Linked DNA regions of Mus musculus: region 2 is linked to region 1. A link is a contact called in public HiChIP or PLAC-seq data. All regions are on one chromosome and are shown on one strand. The core of a region is the stretch at or near the end of the contact, and the rest is flanking DNA. Distances in the headings are between cores, read along the strand shown. Region 1 overlaps Map3k20 (mitogen-activated protein kinase kinase kinase 20). Region 2 has its middle 17 kb from the start of Cdca7.

The links. HiChIP or PLAC-seq counts read pairs in DNA pulled down with a chosen protein or histone mark.
Region 2: an H3K4me3 HiChIP or PLAC-seq map of the SCID.adh cell line shows a contact between it and region 1, with 13 read pairs. The contact joins two enhancer-like sites. A contact is called at or near these places in 1 of 115 datasets of contacts at active chromatin or transcription factors (the SCID.adh cell line) and 1 of 9 other capture datasets (adipose tissue).

What each region holds. Positions count from the first base shown.
Region 1 is chr2:72,328,236-72,334,303 of GRCm38.p6, forward strand. All of the region lies in intron 2 of Map3k20 (mitogen-activated protein kinase kinase kinase 20), which reads left to right. Among named protein-coding and RNA genes, the nearest start is that of Gm52556, 20 kb to the right of the region's middle. Within about 2 kb of position 3,051, at least 24 of the 459 cell types and tissues checked have an H3K27ac peak or open chromatin away from gene starts, as enhancers often do. A contact at or near this core is called in the SCID.adh cell line, where this site is marked.
Region 2 is chr2:72,489,925-72,495,992 of GRCm38.p6, forward strand. No RefSeq gene overlaps it. Among named protein-coding and RNA genes, the nearest start is that of Cdca7, 17 kb to the left of the region's middle. Within about 2 kb of position 3,302, at least 11 of the 459 cell types and tissues checked have an H3K27ac peak or open chromatin away from gene starts, as enhancers often do. A contact at or near this core is called in the SCID.adh cell line, where this site is marked.

The DNA of each region.
Region 1 (6,068 bases), core at 1,801-4,300:
GCAGTTCAGGTGAGGACAGGACACACCCCAGACAGGTGGAGTGTGTTCTACCTGCTCCCTGACTGCCGGAAGTTGCCTTTGCAACACCTCTTTTTCATAGCTGTGTTGCTTGCTGTTTTATCCTCCTGACACCAGAGATGGCTATCTGAAAAGAGAAAACCCCAGTCCAAAAAAAAAAAAAAAAAAAAAAATCCCTTCAAGTTTGGCTTGTAGACAAGTCTGTGGGCCATATTCTTGATTAATGATTGATGTGGGAAGGGCCCAGCCCACTGTAGGGTGTCATCCCTGGGCCCATGGTCCTGGTTTAAGAAAGCTGGCTGAACAAGCCATGGAGAGCAAGCTGGTAAGCAACGTTCTTTGTGGTCTCTGTTTAAGTTCCTCCCACAAGGTGCTTGCCCCAGAGTTCCTGCCTTTGGGCTTCCCCTGATGATGGTTGTAAGCTGTAAGCCACTTAAACCCTTTCTGCCCCAACTTGCTTTTGGTCATGGTGTTTGTAAGAGCATTAGAGAGCAAGCTGAAAGAACAGCTGCCCTGCCCTCTCTTTCCCGCAGCAGAGGGACATTTTCCCAGTGTGTTTTCATCGTGTTCATCCCTCCACACAGCCCTCGTCTTGGGTACTTTTGTGTGCCTCTGACCCAACCTGACCCTTCCCGGTGAGATGCCCACTGTTGTGTTACAAGACCAGAATCCCAGGTGGTTGTCCTGTACCACTTCACCAGCCTTGTGACCCATGGCCAGTTAGTTACTTAGCCATTAAATCTCACGTTCTACAACATGGACATGTTAGTAGAATTGTATAGGCTTATTAAGGGAACTAAGCTAGTACCCAAGAGGCATTAACACAGTGCCTGCCACATAGGAATATTAAGTAATATTCATATATATGTGTATATATACATATATATATACACACATATATACATACACACACACACACACACACACATATATATATGTGTATATATATATATATATATATATATATATATATATATCCCTACAAGCTGAGGATCTAGGGACTTGTGTGTGCAAGGTTATCCCTTTATCACGCTGCCACCCTTTTTTTCCTGGCCTCTTTGTGCTTCCAAACTGCCTACAGTATTATATTTTACAGATAGTAATAAAAATATTTATTGACTTTAAAATGCGGTTTATTTATTTCCAACCTTAAATAAGTGTTTCTCTATTAAGTTGGTAATGGAGACAAACACAGTTTAGGGATGTTGTGTTTTTAGAGACTGTCTCTCTTTGTAGCCTAGGATGGCTCTCAGCCCTTACTTCTTCTGTCTCTGCCACAATAACTGTCTTAGGGAACAACCTTTTTTAATACTTTGTCTAATGCCCCCCTCCATATTTTAAAGATGAGGGATTGATTGATTTTATTTCATTCTATAAATTTATAAGGCAGTACAGTAACAAAGCACTGTTCATTTTTAGGCTCTTTTACCACTAGAAGCTGATATGGAGTGTTCTTATCTATGGGATTAAGCACAGGTATGGTCTGAAAGCTGATGAAGTGACAGGGAGAGGGGATGAGCAATGCGGGGACTGCCACTTCCAAACTGATGCGTCTGGAAGAGCTTCCCTCCTGGTACCTGCAACTGAAGGCGCAGTAAAACGAGAGGCCAGAGTTTAGCACCGAGGGCGAGTCGTTCAGGCTAGGGTGTGAGAATTTAAACCTAAGAGACAGCCGAGAACCAGCTTTGTAGACTATAGTCTTAGAGCCTACAAGGGCCTCAGAAGATCAGTTTTCTTAACTACATATCAAAATGACCTGGTGGGCTTATGAAAATATTCTACAAGGATTCTCATTAACTCAATTCAGAGTGGAGCCTCTGTGTGTGTGTGTTTGTGTGTGTGTTCATTTCCCCCACTTATGAGCAGTCATGTCTCATGCATCAGGGGAATGGACAGGCATTTAGGAGCCACTGAGACAAGAGACTCTAGGTATGACAGTGATTGCTTGCTAGGTCCTTTGGTTATCTGGACCCTTGAATTACTTCTGCTTATGGGAACTTCCTATTAAGACATCCTTTCTTCTTTTGAATTGTTCTCTTTGAATGGCCTTATATGGTTTGCCTATAGTATTTGCTTCAACTTGGTTCTGTCTATTGGTTCTAGTCTGTCTGTTACACTACATAAATTAGACCTGCTACCTCCTCCCTCTGGCAGCCCTTAAACACTGTCTCTGAAGGCAGCCATGATGCTCCCCTTTAACTTTATTATTTCGGCTGCAGAGACCTCTGCATCCTTATTGTACTAACCCCAGGTTAATTCAGAAGGCAACCACTAAGTGATGAATATATTCTAGACGTGTGCGGAAGTTGGAAGACTCACAGGAACCAAACAGCTGGCAAGATAAATTCTTAAGTGTTCTTAAAACAGGCGAGGCTCTAAAATGTCAGCTATAGACTTAGAGGCCTGCTTTGAAATCCCCAGATCGTCCACTTGACTAGGTAAGTCTGTAGGCATGTTGTCTGACAGCCTTGCCTTGGATTTCTTATTCTGAAGGTACAAGCCATCTCAGTACAATGTTTAGTTCATAGTAAGTGCTCAGTATATTTTATCATTACTTTTAAATGCTGAACTTTATGACCGTGATGGGAGCAAAAAAGTTTGGATTACTATTTGAAAGGTAAAATTTATCTGGTCCTAAAATTCAAATACAGAAATAAAGTTTTTAATAAACAAATTAGTTGATTTGCAAGTAAATTTTCCAGTGCATAAAGAACACTTACTTTTTATATAATTAAGTAATCTTGCTCAGTGTCCTGTTGCATGCCTCTGCTGATAAGTTAGTTCATGTCTGCTTCTCTCTGCTGCTATGGCAAGAGGACCAGTGGCTGCGTTACCAGATTCACTATGAACCCGGAAAAAAATGTCAGCAGGTCTGAGCAAGAGCTCAGGCAGTGGAGACAGGAACAAACAAGAACAATGGAAAGACGAAACAGCTCGTGTAGAATCTGGAAAAGTAAGTGTAGGTAGAGTAATGAGGAAGATGTGGCTGGGCGGGACGGTTCACTGTTGGCTTACAACGTTAAAACGTGAGGTGTTTGCCAGAGAGCTTCCTGTGGTTTTAGAACTGCAGTAGACATTTGAACAGGGCCAGGACAACTGCCCCTCTTCTCTGTTCCAGATCTATATCTGTTTGCACTTGTCAGCTGAGGTAGCTGGCTCACGTGAACTCATGTAACGGATCTAATTCCGGGCCAGTAAAACCCTTGAGTTTATGGTGAAGTGCGGTAAACATGGTGGCAGTCTTGTTACTCTAGCTGACTTCGTCACATTCACTCACTAGCTTCTGTGCACATTGAATTCCTATGAACGGAAACTTTAATTAAAATCTCAAGGATTGCAGCAGATAGATGGCTGTTAAATTTGCTTTGCATTCTGTAGGAATGTCACCGCTGGAGCGCATGGTCAACAGTGAGTTTTCTGACAGAAGCAATTGTGATAACTGACCACCGTGCTTTAGAAAGTTGTACTGGAAACATTAGAAACATCAGTGCAAAACTGGCGGTAACAAGATCAGTGTAAGAGCTGCGTTGAGTGAGCCCGTGTTGCACATACAGAGAGAAAGGATACCCTAGGAGTAAGGAAAAGAACAAAGTGCCCTATTTGGTGATGGTAACATGTGACTTTATCTATCTGTCTGTGTATCTGTCTATCTGCCTGTCTATATATCTGTCTATCTCTCTCCTTATTCAGTGTTATAATGGCAAACATTCCAAGTATAAAAATCAATATCCTGAAGATGACTGTTTTTCTAACCATGTTTGGAAACTAAGCATGAACATTCGAAGCCGTTTGCACACAACATGACAGTTTCCACCAGCCTTAAATTGGCATCTTGGGATGGTGTGCGCTGCAACACCTGAAGAGCCTTCTAGAGGAGGAAAGAGGCAGAAGGTGAGGCTGAGAGGGGGATTCTAATGACGATCTTTTGAATAGTGCCAGTTCAATCCCTAAAACAAAAAGCCAGATCTTTTTTTCCCCTAAATAATGTGCTCTCCAGCCTCACCTCTCATCCTGAGAAACATGAAAGAGGAAGTGAAAGAGGTGACCCAAATCACAGAGTGCCTTTGATAGGAGGGATTCGGCTGTTTTGAACACTTACAATCAAAGGAAGTGCTTTCCCTAATTACGTGAACTATGTGAGATCTCTCAGAATAGCTCTTCCTCCCCAGGATTCCTTGCACTTTAGAAGTTTGCATAAAAGCTCACATGGAGAATCAGATGCAAAGTGTTTGATTCAGATTTTATTAGGCAGAAGTGTGCCCACGTCCCTCCAGCAGCTTGGCAGCTGCTTAGGTGTAGGACCACTCTACCTGGTTTTGATGTGGCTGGCTTTCAGACCTGCGACACTAGGATCTTTGTTCCATCTTTTTCTTGCAAGAAGCACCAGTTTTTAGGGATAGTAGTTACGAAATATCCAGAGGATTGTGGTCTTGCCACTTGCCTCCCCCAACCTGAAAAGGGGCTTAGAGGTTCCATGCACAAACTTGGCATGGGAATGCATGATGTCTTATGTTTGCTGATGCAGAATGTCAGAATGCTTGGTTTTATTATGCTCTCCTGTCTATCTTTCATACATTTTAAATATAAGAGTAACTTACTGTGAAATGTACTACAGAATTCTTTTTTTTTTCACTCTCAGAATCTAGACTAGGAATCTTCCAGAATCCTTATAATAATAGAGGTTACAGCTGTGTTAACTTTTTACATTGGGAGAGTATCCTTGGTGTTGAGGTATAGCATGATATACATGTAAGGAGATGATCCCTCCTCTGTTTGGGAAGGCGGGCAGCCATATCATGGGCCAAGAAAAAAAAAAGGCATTTCTTTTCACTCACCTGTCAGGCTGAGATGTTTTTTCTGTATAAGCAAGTTTATATATGAAGGAGATTGTCTGGTAATCATATTTAATAGTGAGAAGTGTTTTCTGTCAGCCAGTCAGTATGTGGCTGTTACTGTATTTTATAAATTACTCAGGTGAAAGTCTGTGTGATCTAAAGGAGAGGAAAGGAGCAGCCCCCAAGCAGAAGGAGAAACTTCTACTTTATTCAGTATTGAAAGCACTAGCTGGAACTGTAGCCTGTACAGCATTTCCTAATATGCTTGGCTCTTGAGCAACGGGATGTAACATAAAGGGAATTAAAAATGTTCTTCAGCCAGCCAACCTACACAGGGCTATCAAGCAGTTTCTGTCTGCTTTCATAATCCTCATTGGCCGCAGGTATGTGGCTTATTTCAAAGACATTTAGAAAGTTGAACGTGATAGATTGCACCCTTAATCTAGCATTCAGGAAGTCAAGACAGGAAGATTCCTGCAGCTACCTACATAGACTTGTCATAAAAGAGAAGGTTGAATATTACTGAATGATAGGCATTTAAAATACTTAAGCAGTTACAGGCAAAACCCATCTGCCTTCTTTCTGATATTTTGAGCCACTAGGGACCTTGTGCCCCATAAATCACAATTCAGCTTTTTGTTCGAGATCAAGAATTTATCTAAGTCACTCTAGATAGTGAGAATTATATATTTGTTGCTAAAATTCCACGGGCTCCCTACAAAATGAGTTCTATAATCCTTACCATCCAGAAGTTCTCCTTAGTGGTTGGCTTATGTAACTTCTATTAAGACATTAACCTAGGATGCCTTGTGCCATTCCCAATGCTGAGTGACATTACTCAGATGGTGTTCTGTCACTTACAGAGCTCTGTGGCTACAATCTCCCCTCTAACAGATGATGGGAGAGGTTCTGTCGTTCCCAGCATCACACTGGAAAAAACAGAACTTGATCTGAAGTTCTCTGCCCATGGCCCAGTGCTCTTTGGCCTTGGTAGGTTCTGGGTGCCGGAGAAGCCCTTGCTTGACTGTGTTTTCTCATGCCTGGGTGGACTCTCGAGCACCCTGCCACAAATGGGCATTTCGAGTCTGTTGGAATCCTGGCGACTAACGATGGGAACTGAGTGACCTCCTGGGACAGCCATTTCATCTTTGGAAAACTCTAATGTTAGATAGCTCTCTGCTATTCTGAGCTTCCGAACATGCCGCCTAAGAGCTC
Region 2 (6,068 bases), core at 2,052-4,551, 160 kb after region 1:
CTGCTCCTTCCTGGGGTTAGAGGTGTTCACTGCTGTGCCTGCCTAGATCTGTGTTTCTGTAGCCTCTTGCCTACCAGGTACATAGTAGCATGTAGTACTCACCCTGTCTTTCTCTCACTGTACCTTCCTCATTTAACTATATAGATGAGATGAGTGTAATTTCTATTACTCAAAGAATATTATTGGAGGCTGGGAAGAAGGCTCAGGTAATAAAGGTGCTTACCACCAAAGCTGACAACCTGATTTTGAGTCCTGGAACCCACATGGTAGAAAGACCCCTCCAAGTTGTCCTCTGAACCTCCATACATGTGTTGTGGCATACATTCACACATACACACACACACACACACACACACACACACACACACACTACAGAAAATTGTAGACTCCTGTAATGCTTCAGTGTATGACCATGTAATTAAATAGTAAGTTCTAGAGAAATACAACATGGAGAATGCTTTCCTCACCCACCTAGAAGACTTATGTATGAGTTTGTGATAAACAAGTCAAGTCCCCTTTCCCTGATTGCTTACAATGACAGAAATTCATATTTCTGCTTTCTTGTTTTTGTTTGGTTGCCCATATTTTAATAGGCCTCAAGTTCATCTTTCAAGCTGAGTAGCTGTAATTCTTTCTTCTCCTTCTTCCTCTTCTTCCTCTTCTTCCTCTTCTTCCTCTTCTTCCTCTTCTTCCTCTTCTTCCTCTTCCTCTTCCTCTTCCTCTTCCTCTTCTTCTTCTTCTTCTTCTTCTTCTTCTTCTTTTCATTCTCCTCCTCCTCCTCCTCCTCCTCCTCCTCCTCCTCCTCCTCCTCCTCCTCCTCCTTCTCCTCCTCCTCCTCTTCTTCCTCCTCCATCCAGTATGGCTTTCGAGTAGTAATGACTGACTGTCTCTGGTTCTTTCCTGGGCTCCCCAGACAGGACCATTTTAAGTATTGTGGCGCTTAAGGAGGAAAATATGTAAATAAAATTCCTTTATGCAAATGCTTTCAGCAAATCTCATTGCCAGCCAAATTCTTGTAAATCACGATAAACAGATGCTACTGAATGAAATGACTAAGTGAAATTAGGAAGATAGATCTATTTATCTTATTTTTCAGTGTTAGGGAGGGAGAAAAAGATATTAACTAAATTTCCTTTGCCTGCATGATGATTAGGGCAGACACCAAGAACCCTATTAATTGATTTCAGCAGGCGCAATGAGAGGACCAGTTGGAGAGCTACCCCGGAGAGCAAGGTTTCTGTGGCAATTTAGTTTTGTTTTTTACATAGAACCAGGCTTCAGAAGCCATCTAACTAGCGTCAAGGTTACTGGGTCTCTGGTTTGTGTCTACCATTTTGCTACTCTGTTTTTCTTAAGTTAAAAAAACAAAAACAACAACAACAACAACAACAACAAAAAAAAACTTGAAATAAAATTTACCATTTCAAAATGTAGAATTTGTTGGCTTCCAGTGTGTTCAGGGTGCTGTACGTGTAACCGTGTAACCGCTCTGGCTGTAACTGCAGACCATCCTTACCTCACTCCCACAAGTCTCTCACTCTAAAGACTAACCCCTTCCCTGCCTCCCTCGGCCCACCCCACCTCCGTCCTCCCTCTCCAAGCTCCTGAGCCCATCTGCTTTCTAGACTTGCCAGTTCTGGATGTTTGACATGCATATTCTGTTGTGTTCCGCTTGGGTTTCTGTTGCTGGGGTAAGCATCATGATTAAAAGGACCTTGGGGCAGAAAGGGTTTATTTTGTTTACATGTCCTGCTCCATTACAGTCCAACATTGAGGAAAATAAAGCCAGGAACCAAGGAGGGGAGACAAGCTTACTGGTTTGCCCCAGGGGCTTGTACAACTCACTTTCCTGTCCAATACAGGAATACCTGCTAGGGGTGTGTGTCACTGCCACCGAGGGCTGGGCCCTCCCACATCAGTCATTAACCAGAACTTGCCCTGCAGACGTGCTCACCAGCCAATCAGAAAATGCCCTGCCGCAGGCTCATCAGCTAATCCACCGGAAGCAGTTCCACAGTTAAATTCCTGCTTTCCAGAAGTCTATCACCTAGTGTCTGCCCTGTTTCTCAGGCTTACGGGTGCTGTAGAACGCATCACGTTTCCTACTTCTGCTTAAATGATGTTCTTGGCCTGGTGTGCTGGCGCATGCCTTTAATCCCAGCACTCTGGAAACGGAGGCAAGCAGATCTCTGAGTTCAAGTCCAGCTTGGTCTACAGAGCAAGTTCCAGGACAGCCGGGACTACACAGAGAACCCCTGTCTCAAAAAACAAAATCAAACCAAAAAGAAACAAAGACGTTATTTCAAAGATGTTTAAATTTTATGTATGAGTGTTTCCCTATATATATGTAAGTTCACTGTATGCATACAATGTTCATAACAGAAACCCAATTAGGACATAAGCCTCGCTTCATATGCAAGTTACATTTTAAATTTTTTATTTTATTTTTTTGTTCCATTTATTTTGAAGGCTATAAATGTCTCTTAATTCCTTATTATAGGAAAATGGGACTTCATAATTGAAGTCACCCATAAGCCTACCACTCGCCAATTGCTACAGTTCGAGTTTGGCTTCTTGGGCTGAAGATAACGTTTACTACTGTATTAAGCGACATAATTACATTGGCTTTCCTTCAGTTAGGCATCTCAGCCTTTAGCCTCAAAGGAGAGTATCACCATGGATGGTATTCTCTATTTAAGACAAAAATGATTTAATCATATTATTTTATGTTTGAGTGCCTGTATACATTTAAGTGTAACTGTAAATATATTATTTCTGCTTTACCTACACAGATGTATGTATACAGGAATGGGTGGGGAGACCACAGGACAACTTGTGGGAACTGGTTCTCTCCTACGCACGGGTCCTTAGGTTTGAAGTCGAGTTGTCAGGTTTTATGGCAAGTGCCTTTACCCATCTCACTGGCTCAGTTTTCTATTTGAACAGTACAGTGATTATTCAAAGCTGTATCACTCTTTATGTGTGTGATAGTTGGGAACAAACCCGCTGTTTCTTATAAGCTAGGCAGGTGTTTTCTCACTGAGCTACACCAGAGACTTGTGAATTAAAGTTTTCTTCTCCCTTCTTAGAAACTTCAGCTCTTCTCCCAGGTTTACAGTTCACCTTTCCCTCCTAACACTTTACCCTCTTGCCATTCAGTCCAGGTCTCTCATCTGTGTATCGCTTCTCGGTCATTCCACTTTGCCTGGAATCCTCTTCTCGAGAAGGCACACTTGTCCCCGTTTTGTGCTGCACACTTGTCTTGCCGGGGTGACGTAATGGTTAGTATTCTTTGTCAACCTGATAAGATCTAGCGTCACGGAGGAGACGTTCCGCTGCTGGGCATGCGCAAACACTGATCAGGATGGCTGACCAGGTGCCTCAGTTTCCTGCGGCCATCCTCTCCCTGCTGTGAACTACCCGGGACTGTGAGCTTCCTTAAGCTGCTGTTGTTAGGGTCTTTTGTGATAGCCACAGGAAAGGTAACTAATAGCCATCGTTCTCTAATGTTCATTTCCCTTCTGCTGGTTTCCTCTCTCGTTTTACTGAAGACTTCCTCCGGCAGTTTCCCCCAGAAAGAGTAGGAGAGACATCCTTGCATGCATTGGAAATTATTTTGTTTACAAACCTGATTAGTAGCTTGGATGGAATGAGGATTTGAAGTAGAATTGTTTCTCTTGGTTTTCCTGCTTGCGTTCTTCGGCACCCAGAATCTATTCTGGGTGGCTAAAGAAAGATGCTTCTGGTGTCAGCATGTATTTTTCTCTTGATGCTTTTGAGATTTGATTTTTCTGAGTACTGAAACTTCACAATGAAGCATCTTGGTGGCTTTTGCTTTGCTGGCCCCCTCCCCTGTTTATTCTGACCAACACTCTTCAGTTAAAATTATCCTATTCCGGCCAGGCATAATGGTACCTGCCTTTTATCCCAGCACTGGGAAGCAGGTGGATCTATGCGAGTTTGGGGAGTGAGTTAGTTCCAGGATATCCAGAGCTGCACAGAGAAACCTTGTTTTGAAAAACCAAAACCAAAACCAAGTCCTACTTTTCTAGGGAAAATTTTCTATTATTAAATATAACTTACTTCCCTCAATTTTGTTGTTACTTATGTGTGTGTATGTGTGTGTGTGTGTGGTTTTATTCTCTCTTTCCTATGTTCCAGATCTTCTGTATGGATTCCATGTTTTCATCTCTTTCATTCATGTAGACTCCTACATCTAGTGAGGTTGCAAATCCTTAACCTAGGTTCAATCATGTAGAATTGCTATTTATGTACAACAACATGATCAAATACCAGGAATTTCATATAATTCAATTAACACTGTTTTTTAGTAATATTTTTAACTTTCAAGAGTCCCTTCTTGTCCTGTCATTATTCATTTTCCATAGAATCTATTTTAAATTTCTTTAAGAATACTCTTAAAAGAAAAAGTCTTTTCAGGCTGGCAAGATGGCTTAGCAGGTAAGAGTACTGACTGCTCTACCGAAGGTCCTGAGTTCAAATCCCACAACCATACGGTGGCTCACAACCACCCGTATTGAGATCTGATGCCCTCTTCTGGTGCGTCTGAAGACAGCTACAATGTACTTATGTATAATAATAAATAAATCTTTGGGCCCGAGGGAGCAGAGTTGACCGGAGTGAGCAGGGTTGACTGGAGCAAACAGAGGTCCTAAAAAAATTCCATGAAGGCTCACAACCATCTGACCCATCTGTATAGCTACGGTGTACTCATATATATAACACTAAATAAAAAAAAAATTACTCTTTTCTTAGGTCCCTTCAATTCAGTTCATTTTTATCCTTTTGTGAACTACAGCTTTTCTTTCTGCATCTGCTGGTTTCTCAGAATCAGCATGTCTTTAGGAATGGGGCCACGAGAGGCTGCCCCTGGTTAGCTGACCAGGCTTGCTGTGGGGCGAACTTGACCTCAAGTAAAGACTGGGAACTAAGTCTGTCTTCAAGAGACCTGACCTCCAAGTCTAGATTTACCAGAAGTTTCCAGAACACATGTGACTTCACCTAGTTCTCCATGGACAGTTGACTTCTACTCCTCAGCAGTGAGGGAGGGGAACCAAACAGACTTTCCATCTGTCTGCGGGAGACATCCAGGCCGAGTTGCATTGCACCCACAGGTTGGGGGCATTCCCCCATATCACAGTGGCTTTGCTCTGTCTTGCTGAGTCCCAACACTCATGTACTGACTTACCTTCCCTAATCTGCTTAAAATTCAATTCTCCAAGAATGTGCCCTGTTAATGATGCAGCCACAAATATATGCACAGAACACGCCATGCTCCAGCAAGAGAAATGAGTACAAAGTGGTCAACCATGTTGAAAGAGAGAGCTCTTTAAAGCATTCTTATTTTTCAAACACAGGGGAAGTAACGTGATCAGATGTCAGCGATCTTAAGGGAGTCGCTCTAAGAGGAGACCCAGTGTCTGCCTTGGTCTCTCTGTACCACAGCATCAGTCCTGCTGTCTATTACTCTGTGGAAATGAGCATCCTTACAAAATCCAATACATCAGTGTGGGTTTAGTTGATGTTCTGACTACAATGTTAATCTGTATTGTAAGGAATGTGGAATGTTAAAGCACAAAGGAGAACTCAGATCTCATCACCCTGAGGTAAACACTCTTAAAACTCAACATTTAAAACTCTCTGTATCTGGGTATATATGCGTTTTATCTATCTTTCATCTATCTATCTATCTATCTATCTATCTATCTATCTATCTATCTTATTAACAAGATATCGGGGATACTGTTTTGCAATGTACTTTTTCAAGTTAGGCTTTTGTCCAAACACGATGGATCAATTTTGCTCAGACTGATCAGTTTTCTCTGATCATTTCAAAGCAAATGCCCCTGAGAGGGCTTAGACAAGAGAGAACTGGATTAATTAATGGCTACTGTAGGGTCCCAACTCTATTCCTGAATGAGTGCTGTGGAGATAATTTGGTTGAGAGATGGAGGAGGCTGGGTTTTTTGTTTTTGTTTTTGTTTTGTTATTGTTATTGGTTTGGTTTTTTCCTTTTAAAAAAATTGGTTATTTTATTTACTTACATT